Linked DNA regions of Mus musculus: regions 2, 3 and 4 are each linked to region 1. Evidence: chromatin contacts called from public Hi-C, HiChIP or PLAC-seq and promoter capture Hi-C data. All regions are on one chromosome and are shown on one strand. The core of a region is the stretch at or near the end of the contact, and the rest is flanking DNA. Distances in the headings are between cores, read along the strand shown. Region 1 holds the start of Pdcd6ip (programmed cell death 6 interacting protein). Region 2 holds the start of Dync1li1 (dynein cytoplasmic 1 light intermediate chain 1). Region 3 holds the start of Cnot10 (CCR4-NOT transcription complex, subunit 10). Region 4 holds the start of Glb1 (galactosidase, beta 1).

Region 1 (2,567 bases), core at 28-2,527:
ATCCACTCTAAAACTCTCGTGAGAGAACTGTTTGAAATCTGGCTCCTCACTCTGTCAACAGATAAAGTCTACTCAGTGCTGGGAGCCATTCTAACTACGGTAAGGGCTGCTAGTGGCCATCTGGCAACACATGCAGGAAACATCACGGGAGCAAGATGATGCCAAAACTAAGGGGTGTCTCTGGACAGCTCTGTTCCCACCCTAATCCACCAGCGTCCCTTGCATGAAACAAGATCATATTACCAGAAATTGGATCATAAGGTATCACGGAAATGTTATCATTATCAAGTACCTGGGTTGTCACCAATTGCAAAAAGGACCAGGGTATTCCATACGTGCATACGCCCGTGTCAAAAGATTTTTAAGTAACCAGTCTCAGCGGTCTACTATGTCATTCAAGTTTTCTTTCAAACGACTGTAGCTCCTAACTTTTACAACTGTCAGTCTGTCACTTGATTATTGGAACATGAGATGACTTACTTCAAGTGAACAATATAATAAGTCACCGACATTTGGTTTAGTGTCCAAATTCTCTCCCTTCCCTTTCGTAACTATTATTAGGAAATCTAGACGTGGTCCAATAAAGTCACAAACAGGGATTGTAAAAGGGAGACTCCAGTTGTAACACCCAAAAAGTGAAAACCGGTCAAACGGCTGTAACCAGAGAGATCATTACACGGCAGACGTCCTCCCAGGTAAGGAGCCTCGGTGACAGAAGGCACTCGGAAGGGAGGACAGGGTTATGAGTCCTCTCACCAGGAAAGAATGCTGACCACACCTACGCTGCTGGCCTGAGTCAGAGTGGAGGCCAGGCGCGGGGGAGAGGAAAAGGCTATGAAGGGAGGAGGAAGCGAGGCTGGGGAGGGGAGCGGGGACAGGAAGGGAGGCTGGGAGGGAGCCCCGCCGCCCGGGCCCACCTCAGCAACGTCTCCAGGGCGCCCTCATGCTTGTCCAGCGGGCGACCGAGCGCCGAGCGCCGCAGTTTGCTGAGCTCCTCGGCCGCACGGCAGTACTGGGCCTGCTCCTCGCCGCCGCTCGGGTACGTCTGCTGGATGAACTTCACCAGCGGCTTGGCCAGGTCCACCTCCGAGGTCTTCTTCAGCTGCACCCAGATGAACGACGCCATGGTGAGCGCCCGGCCGCCGCGTCGGGCCGCACAGACGGAGGGACAGCGACCACGGCCTAGGCGCGCTCGGCACCGGCAGCGGAGGAGCGGACCGACGGGCCGACGGACTGGGCCGCCAGCGCTTCGAGCTGGCCACTTCCGGGAGCCCCCGCGCAGGCGCAGTCGGAGGGGCGCGCCGCTCGGTCACGTGATGGTGCCACCAAAGCGTCGCTCACCTGGGCTCGCCTGTGCGGCGCCTGCGTGGTGGGATCAGGCGGTAGCCTACTGCGATGATTAAATTTTCAAAAAGATTCTTTTGGTTATTTTGGTTTGGTTTGGTTGTTTTGTTCGAGACTGGGTTTCTCTGTGTAGCCCTGGCTATCTTGGAACTGACTTGTAGTCCAAGCCGGCCTCGAACTCGCGGAGATCTTCCTGCCTATGCCTCCCCAATGCTGGGATTAAAGGCATACGCCACTACCACCCGGCTCAAGAAGATTTTAAATTCTCCTTAGATTCTGCTCTATTTTTCTTTTTAAAATATTTTTAATTGATTGTATTTTTCCTTTTTTATTACAAAAATTAATTTTATAGGTCAATATATTCTGCCCGGTGGTGAAATGCTCCTTTGTTATGCTTTCTCCTATGAGACCAGACCCTGGGGAGTATTGTGATGTGCGGTTGAAGGTCCATTGTGTGTGCAGCCTTACCCCCACCCCCACCCCCCAGGGCAAAAGTAGAAAAAGTCCCTGCCTTCGTGCAGTCTTCCAGGTAAGGACACAGTCGGTAGTAAGGTACGTAAAAAGAGATCTCTTAGAAGAACATAGCATAAGCAAGATAATTTAAGAAACATCCTCCCAGAAGATGAATTTAAAAGAATACTCGCAATTTGACATTAAAAGAGAGCACGGGTGGAGAGACTTAAGTGGGAAGAGGCCCCAGACCTAAAGCACGAGTATCCCATATCCAGAACTTAAAAGGGAAGTAGAGACTAGAATGAAAGGAAGTTGAAGAGTGACACCACAAATCATTATGAAACTTGTAGTCAGTGTCTAGAATCTATTTAGTACAATCAGTCGTACTTAAGCAATTTTTTTTATATTTTTTACAAAGGCCTCCCTGGGTAACTGGGGAAATAGATTAGCAGTTAAAGACTGTTTGCTGCTCTGCCTGAGTGAGAGGCCGACCTGGGTTCCCAGTAGCCTCTTTAGGAACACACTCAACACCTGTAACTCAAGGCGACCCATCACCCTCTTGGGGCCTCCTCTGGGGCCAGCCCTCACGCGCACATACATAGAATGTTTCTTGAAGGCCTCCCAGAAGACAAGTCTGGTATTTTTACTGTTTATTTTTATTATGGTTTATTTATTGGGGAGTACTCAGAGGTCAGAGGTCAACTTCTGGAATCAGTCCCTTCTACCACGTGGGTCTCAGGGGTGGAACTCAGGTGGGCATGATTGACAGC
Region 2 (2,567 bases), core at 25-2,524, 980 kb after region 1:
GCACAGACATACATCCAGGCAAAATACCTGTATACATAAAGTAATAAATATATCTTTGACAGAAGATTTAAAAATAAAAACAGTAATTACCACGCGCTGAACACTTATGATTTTCTGGGCACAGTTATAAATCTTTTATGTGAATCATCCCATTTAATCTTCCCTTTATCCCACATTACTAGGGTCTGAACTCGAGATTAGCGAGTGGACAAACCCTAGTAAATGCAGTGCCTGTAGCAAATGCAGCGCGGGGTTGTGGATTTTCTCGCTTGCATAGTAGCATCATCACTCGGGTCACGTGAACGAGCTCTCTTCAAAGTAAGGGGAAAAAATGTTCAAAAGTCAGACTATCTTCAGCAATTGTTCTTATGGGGCGCACGACAGCCTTAAAGCCATCGACTCTTTCTGGAAACAGGCCTTAGATTTTCCATTATATTTAGCTAATCAAGTTCTAGTAGAGAATTATCTGGGGTCTGGCTTAGGTTCTCCGTGCTTGTGTATTAACCATGGTAACGGAGAGCCGACTCCTGTAGGGAGTCTTTTCAGATCTCACAGGAATCTGAAACATCAGACATCAGACCAGAGGTGGGCATAGTGATGTGCACCGGTTCACCTGCCTCAGCACTTAGGACCCACAGGCAAGCAGATCGGTAAAGACTCTAGCCTGGGCTACGTGAGATTCCCATCAGAAAACAAACCAAAACACAAATCCATCAAGACCATTAATTTTCCAAGTGTTGCCAACATTTATGTCTCGCAGTCGCAAAGAGTCTGGAAGAACCGGCTCCAGATGTGGGTCCACCTTGAGGTACTCATCGTCCTTTTAGAATTTAAGGAGGAAAGAGCAGAAATCCAGGACCGGGGTAGTTAAGGCTGTTGAACCCCACTTGGCCCAACTGAAGGGTGGGCAGCGCTGGATATCCACGCCGGTCCCAGGTTACCGCCCCACTGAAAGGTGGGAAGCTGCTTCGCTTACTGACATGCCCGGCACGCCCGGCGGGCAACCGGGATGACGGGTGGTGCACTTTGGGCGGCGTTTCAGCTTGGAGACACAGGGAAAACCAGCATTACCACAGTCCAAGCAGAGAATCAGGCCGCGCATGCGCGACCCGGTCTGCTGCCGCGCATGTGCAGCAGCGCCCTGCTCCTTGGACAACCCCTCCCCAGACCCCGCCCTCAGGCTTGGTCCCCGCCCCCGCAGGCGCGGTCGGCTCCCGAGCCCGGAGCGTCCATATCCGGGTTCCGTCCGCCGCTGCTGCCGCCGCCGCCGCAGTCGCCGCTTCGTTCTTCCAGCCCTGTCAGGAGTGGTGTGATTCCCGACCAAGATGGCGGCCGTGGGGCGAGTCGGCTCGTTCGGTTCATCTCCACCCGGGCTAGCCTCGACCTACGCCAGCGGACCCCTAGCCAACGAGCTAGCGTCGGGCAGCGGCGGCCCCGCGGCGGGCGACGATGAGGACGGGCAGAACCTTTGGTAAGGACCGCACCCCTCTCCGGTCCCCCGCGGGTTATCTCCTCGCCAGGGCGGACGCCTCTGGGATCCCCGAGCCCCGCGGGAGCTGGGAGACGGGCGGGGCCTCCCGGGAGCTGGGCCCGGCGGTTCTCGTCCTCGGTCGGGCCCGGCCTTACTTAGCCTGCGCCTTGCTCCCTGTTAGGTCCTGCATCCTCAGCGAGGTCTCCACGCGCTCGCGCTCCAAGCTCCCGACCGGGAAGAACGTGCTGCTGCTGGGTAAGTGATATCCGATGTGGCCCGGGTGCACGGTCACATCCGTTCGCCCACTGCCTTTGTGCGGACACTCGGGCCCGGCTGCGCCCCGCCTCCCGGCTTGCTGCTGACAGCTGGGGGGACAAGGGGTCCCTGGTCCTTCCGGCCTGGACCCTCCGGTCTTTTCTCCTCCCTGGGATGTGGGGTGGCTCTGTCATCTCCTCTGGGAGAGACAGAATGAACATAACACCCGAGGCACTCCCAGTGGTCTGGGATTCTACCTAGAAAGACGGGGACAGTTTTTGACAGAGATTGGTAGCATGAGGGCTCTTGGTGAGAGCCCCAGCGCAAATGCATGCCATCAATATTTAATAGCAGACTCTTTTGTGTAATTGACAGGAGCCAGAGACTGGGTCGTGAGGAGTGTTATTTGAATCAGCGTTCTCCCGTTCTCCCAGTGCTGGGTGCTCGGGTTGCAGTTGCCTTTTTAACTGTCACCTAATAACTCTGAAATTTGTAAAGGGCAGTAGAACAGCGTTCTCATTTAGTGCCCTCAGCGGAATGGCTGGAATAAGGGAGACATGTCTCCCCTTTCTCTTAGGTTTTTTTTTTTTTTTTTTTTTAAATCTACTGGCTGCAAAGTGAGGATAAAGGACCCAGGGACAATAAACAATCCCACTTAACAGTTTTGCAGGTCTTTCCAGCTCTGGGAGGAATTCCAACCCCCACCTTTTCTTTTTACATGCAGGATATTGGAGTGTATAATAGGGTGACAGTAATATTTTACAACTTGGAAGTGGGTGTTTCGAGACTTCAGACTCTTTGATTTTAGCCAAAAGGCTGAGAAACTGTGCTTGAAGAGTTT
Region 3 (2,567 bases), core at 18-2,517, 930 kb after region 1:
TTACTTTCTTCAAAGAAATATAGCAGACTTTCCAGGTAATAAATGGGCTCTCATAATTCCCTAATGGGAAAAATTCCTGATGGAGTACCACAGAAAACCACAGAAATTAAGAACTTTATCTTGGGACTGGAGAGATAACTCAGCGGTTAAGAGCACTGACTACACTTCCGTAGGTCCTGAGTTCAAAATCCCAGCAACCACATGGTGGCTCACAACCATCCTTAATGAGATCTGATGCCCTCTTCTGGGGTGTCTGAAAAACAGCTACAGTGTACATACATATAATGAATAAATAAATAAATAACTTAAAAAAAAAAAGAACTTAATCTTGGGGCTGGAAAGGTGATGGCTCAGCGGTTAACAGCACTCGCTGCTCTTGCCGAGGACCAAGACTGGGTTCCCAGCACCCACAAGTGGTGGCCCACAACTGTGTAACTCCAGCTCCAGTAGACGCAATGTCCTCTTCTAGTCTCGGCAGGCACCTGCACTCACACACATAATTAAGACTTTTAAAAAGGAATCTCGAGGAGCTCGGGAAAAATCAGATGAGGAACAAGGTAAGTGAGAGCAGGCAGGAGACACAGTGAAACGTCACGCCTCTTTAGACAGTTTTCAGAATGACTCCACTGGACACGCTGACCAGAGGGAACTTTTTCAGTGGCTGAGCCTGGGGGGGCCTTACGGCAACCGTGCGTGCTCGGATAGACTTTCCCTTAAAGCGTCTGGACAGCGGCGTGACAAATTCAAGCTTCCTGCGCCAGAATTAACTTGGAGAGCAAGGCAAATGCAGTGCAATCAAGATGGGGTGCAGTAGAATCAAGATGTGTCACAGCAGAAAATCCACTGGACTCACAGTAGAGACAGCTGAGAAGAGTGAAGGGCACAAGTACCCAAGCGAAGTCAAGTGGCCCTCGGGTCCCCCACGCGGGCCCTGCCGTCCCCGCGCGCAGTGTGTCAGCCCCTGGGTCGCGGCGCGGGCGCCTCACCTGCAGGCTTGTCTGCAGCCATCTTCCCGCCTCGGCTCGAGTTCCTCCCTGTAGGTGGCGTGGCCCCGACTCCCGCCGCCGGGCTGGTGGTGAGTCCTACCGGCGGGGGACAACTCTTCAGCTCAAGCCCGCTCCAGTCGCCTCGGCTAAGGTCCTGGGCGGGCCACGGGCTGAGGAAGTGACGAAGTTACTGCTCGTCGTCTAGCAACAGCGCCAACACATCCGCCGGTGCAGGGCTGTTTTCCCCGCCATCCACAGCTTCCGTCCCGTAGCGGCCAAGGGAGACGCTACTTCCGGGGCGGGGCCAGCTGGGCGTGGGAATTAGGGCTGGCCTCGGCCCCGGAAGCGCGTCCTTCTGCAAACCCGGAAGTACACTAGTGTAGGTCCTGAGTGAAACACAGAAGGGGAAGGACTTTTTGTTCCGCATTTCAGCAAAATGGCAGGCACCACACCTGAGGTTTATGTGCTAAGCTCTGAGTCTCATAGGGGCTGTTTTTCCATAACAATGAGGATGAGAGAAGTGTTGTTAGAGGAGGCCACCTCCCCCAGAAAAAAGGCTTTTTTTTTTTTCAAAGTTTCAGAGCTGTTTTGTTATTTGTAGCCAAGTTGAAAAAGCCATTCAGACTGCATTATGCATGCGGTTTCTCTGATTGCGAGTCATGCAACCATTAACTTACTATGGTAGGTCGGTCTAAGACAAAAGCTTGATGCATCACGATTACTAAGCACAATGATTTAGATTCAAGTTCAAATCCTCTGCAAAAACAATACCCACTCTTCAACTACCCAGCTCCCAACTATCTCATCTCTAGCCCATATCGTGACAAATTTTTGTTTGTTTGTTTGTTTAATTTTTTGAGACAGAATCTCACTATGTATCCCTATCTGGCAGTCTTTGTGGCAAAGGCTTTAACCCTGAACTGGTTCTGGTTTTGCTCAATGACCATAGCCTTGGGTTCCAGAAGCACCTACTCCATTCTTCCTTTCCCTTCTAGAGAACAAACAGCATTTATAATAACAGAGGTTCATTTCACGGAGAGAAACAGACATTAAAAGCATTTGTGTTAGACTTTTTGCTTCTGTGATAAATACCCTAGAGGAGAATTTAAATGAGGAAGGATGGATTTTTTGCCTCGTGTATCAGAGTTTTCAGTCCCAGGTCACTTGGTTCCATTGTTTTTGGACCATTAGTGAAGCAGTGCATTGTGCCAGGGCACAAGTGACAGAGTAAAGTTGTTGCCTTCCTGGTGCTAGAAGCAGAGGAAGCTGGGAGAAGAAATAGTCTCCAAGGGCACATGCAACTGAGATACTTAGCCCCACTGGGCCGCACCTCCTTAATTTCCATTACTTCCTAATGATGCACCAAATTACGAATCTGCAAGTGGATGAATCCAAGGATAGCTCCAAACTGTTGGAATCCTATTATCACTCTCAAGGACTGGGGGCCGGGCCTCCTATATGCAGGCTTTTGAGGGAGAGGAACTTCATATATAAATGACAACAGCACTGAATTGTAAAGTGACCCAAATGGTGCTTTGATGGGAGCATAGTTAAGTATGTAAATAAATAAATCACATGGAG
Region 4 (2,567 bases), core at 20-2,519, 690 kb after region 1:
TGTAGGAGTGCTGCGCTGTGCAGGTTCTGAGAGTACTCACTCCCGCCTCCCTCTCACATCGTCGTGCCCCACCCGTATCCCCACCCCAAACCCTCTATCACTAAAAACAACTACCAGCCCAGTCTTCAGGCTATCTTCTAGAGTTCCAGGCCAGCTAAAGATACACAGTGAGGCCGGGCGTGGTGGCGCACGCCTTTAATCCCAGCACTTGGGAGGCAGAGGCAGGCGGATTTCTGAGTTTGAGGCCAGCCTGGTCTACAAAGTGAGTTCCAGGACAGCCAGAGCTACACAGAGAAACCCTGTCTCAAAAATCCAGAAAAAAAAAAGATACACAGTGAGAAGCTGCCTCAGAAAAACAAACAGAAAGAAAGAAGGAGAGAGAGAGAGAGAGAAGGAAAGAAAGAAAGAAAGAAAGAAAGAAAGAAAGAAAGAAAGAAAGAAAGAAAGAAAGAAAGGAAGAAAGAAAGAAAGAAAGAAAAAGGGGATTTAGGGGTGTGGCCCAATAGTAGAGTACTTGCCTAGAATTAATGAGGACCTGAGACTCACCGATAGCATTGCAAAAAGTAAGTGAAATAAATAAATAAATAAATAAATGAGATAATGCCTAAAATAAATGAATATTGTTATTGACTACAACTCATTAAAGCTGGGAAAATCTCATGTATATTTAAGTCAACGTCAACTAAAGCAGAGGTGATGACCCATGGCTATACTTCCAGCATTCAGGAGGCAGTAGGCGGAAGATCAGAAGTTGCCAGAGGGAAGGGCTACTGTTCTCATTAAAAATCAGGGCACTTCAAAATAACTTGGCCATAGCTGAGTCACACTTAGAATTCCTCTGTAACCTACTACAGTGCTTCTTCACCTTTGCTTTCACTGAACCTCGGAGCTGGGTCCGGGTCTAGGACTTCAGGGTTTCTGGGCTGGGGCCCAGAGTCTGCATTTCCATGTTTAAGTCTCGTTGGCCTGTGGACCACACCTTGTGAATGTTAGACCACGTGCTAGGGAGAGTTTTAGGGGCTAGGCTTCTAAGGCCAGAGCACTGAGGACTGACTGGCTGGTTTCCTCTTCCCTGCTCAGTTCTTTTCTGGCAGCCGGGACAGGCTGAAGGCCCCTGTGAATGGCCAGCCCCTGAACTTCATCATTGCTCATTCAGGGGTGCCGCCATTCCGGAAGGAAACACAGTTGTGGGAGATGCATAGACCACAGCTGCTTCTGAGTCACGTGGCCTACAGAGGCTGGACCTCCACTCGCAGCACAGAGCCTCGGGGCGGGGCGGAGCTGGGGGCGGGTCCTGGCATAGGGTCCTCAACAACCCCCGGAGGTGCAGCGGCTGGCCAGAGCGCCCACTGCCTAACGGAGAGACCCCATCGTGGCGCGATCATGCTCCGGGTCCCCCTGTGTACGCCGCTCCCGCTCCTGGCACTGCTGCAACTGCTGGGCGCTGCGCACGGCATCTATGTAAGTCTCCGGTGCCACCGCGCGGGGACGCTCCGCCGCTGGGAAGCGGGCAGAGGCCGAGGAAAGCCGCGGCTCTGCAAAGTCGGGATCCGGGTTACCCTCGATCACCCGCTCAGAGCAGGCAGGCCGCCGAGGCGCAGGCAGTGGTCGGGCCTCCCGTAGGAGGCGGGCCGGACGGGCGGGGCGCGCGTCCTTCCTGGTTGCTGGCGCGCGTGGGTTCCGCTGCGGCGGTCCCGTGTGCACGGACCTGCTTCCCGGTTTGTGCAGCGCGGTCGGGGGCTAGCTGAGGTGCGCCTGAGTCTTTCCAGCTTCGGTTTCTGGGGAGAGGGGTCCAGGCTGCGCGGGGCTGCTAGAGGGCTCCGCGGGCAGTGGCGTGGGGCGCGATCCTTGCGGAGTTCGGGCTTCATGGAACGCTCCGGAAGGAGAAAAAATGGGGTCAGGAGTGGCTCCTGCAGTGGGGTCACAGGAATATTCGCTTTCAGAGACTTCTCCCTTTTCAAACATACTGTTCATGTTTCTCGCTAGCCACCTGCTGGCTGCTTTTAGTTTGAGGTGTGCATCGCCTTGTTTGTTGGAAGCCTTTTTCTTCTTTTAGGGTTTGGCGGTGCGGGAGGAGGGTGGGAAGAGGCCAAGTGCTACAGGCGAGGTCTGGGTGGCAGGGCAGTGGCTGAGGCGCGTGGGACACGCACCTGGGGAGGTCTGCACCGAACCTGCGAAGGGGACAGGGCGTGGTGGAACGGGGCTCCTACTCATTTGCACTTTGAGCGAGTCACCTTGGGGCCCTCCAGATGGACTGAGTCGGGTAAGTTCAAGTACTTGGTAGTAGACTTTGAACCTTGTAGACTTGTAAAAATTACACTCTTGGAAATGGCACACGTTTATCTAAAACCAGAGTTGAAACTTGTTTAAGTTTCTGGAAAACAGTTGCTGAAAATGCTTTCGATTAAGGAGAACGAAAATTTAGTGCCGGCTGCTCCGTCAGAGCTTGAGGTCTTGAGAACCAGTGGGCAGAGGCTCCAACAGGTAGGGGAAAGGAACCCATATATCTGGAGTGTCAGGATGGGCAGGAAGAGATAAGGATTTATGGAGGTGTCACCAGTCTGATG

What was found. Promoter capture Hi-C pulls out the DNA fragments that hold promoters and counts their contacts. Hi-C and Micro-C count contacts between places; a contact is called where the count stands out from the background. HiChIP or PLAC-seq counts read pairs in DNA pulled down with a chosen protein or histone mark.
Region 2: a contact with region 1 is called in an H3K4me3 HiChIP or PLAC-seq map of bone marrow-derived macrophages, with 2.8 times the contacts expected there. The contact joins the promoter of Dync1li1 here to the promoter of Pdcd6ip in region 1.
Region 3: a promoter capture Hi-C map of liver shows a contact between it and region 1, with 3 times the contacts expected there. The contact joins the promoter of Cnot10 here to the promoter of Pdcd6ip in region 1. A contact is called at or near these places in 5 of 39 promoter capture datasets (the C10 cell line, hematopoietic stem and progenitor cells, liver and 1 more), 1 of 115 datasets of contacts at active chromatin or transcription factors (memory CD8 T cells) and 1 of 9 other capture datasets (adipose tissue).
Region 4: a contact with region 1 is called in a Hi-C map of B cells, with 13 read pairs. The contact joins the promoter of Glb1 here to the promoter of Pdcd6ip in region 1. A contact is called at or near these places in 3 of 39 promoter capture datasets (3T3-L1-derived adipocytes, pre-B cells and stem cell-derived epiblast-like cells), 1 of 484 Hi-C or Micro-C datasets (B cells), 3 of 115 datasets of contacts at active chromatin or transcription factors (bone marrow-derived macrophages, microglia and pancreatic cancer cells) and 2 of 9 other capture datasets (adipose tissue and liver).

What each region holds. Positions count from the first base shown.
Region 1 is chr9:113,706,982-113,709,548 of GRCm38.p6, forward strand. Pdcd6ip (programmed cell death 6 interacting protein) reads right to left here and starts at 1,278. Exons shown (of 18, transcript NM_011052.2): 1 at 918-1,278. The coding sequence starts at 1,126.
Region 2 is chr9:114,687,557-114,690,123 of GRCm38.p6, forward strand. It overlaps Dync1li1 (dynein cytoplasmic 1 light intermediate chain 1), which reads left to right and starts at 1,275. Exons shown (of 13, transcript NM_146229.2): 1 at 1,275-1,471; 2 at 1,653-1,726. The coding sequence starts at 1,326.
Region 3 is chr9:114,638,933-114,641,499 of GRCm38.p6, forward strand. It overlaps Cnot10 (CCR4-NOT transcription complex, subunit 10), which reads right to left and starts at 1,268. Exons shown (of 20, transcript NM_153585.5): 1 at 987-1,268. The coding sequence starts at 1,008.
Region 4 is chr9:114,399,809-114,402,375 of GRCm38.p6, forward strand. It overlaps Glb1 (galactosidase, beta 1), which reads left to right and starts at 1,270. Exons shown (of 16, transcript NM_009752.2): 1 at 1,270-1,461. The coding sequence starts at 1,384. Tmppe (transmembrane protein with metallophosphoesterase domain) reads left to right here and starts at 1,287. Exons shown (of 2, transcript NM_001200002.1): 1 at 1,287-1,461.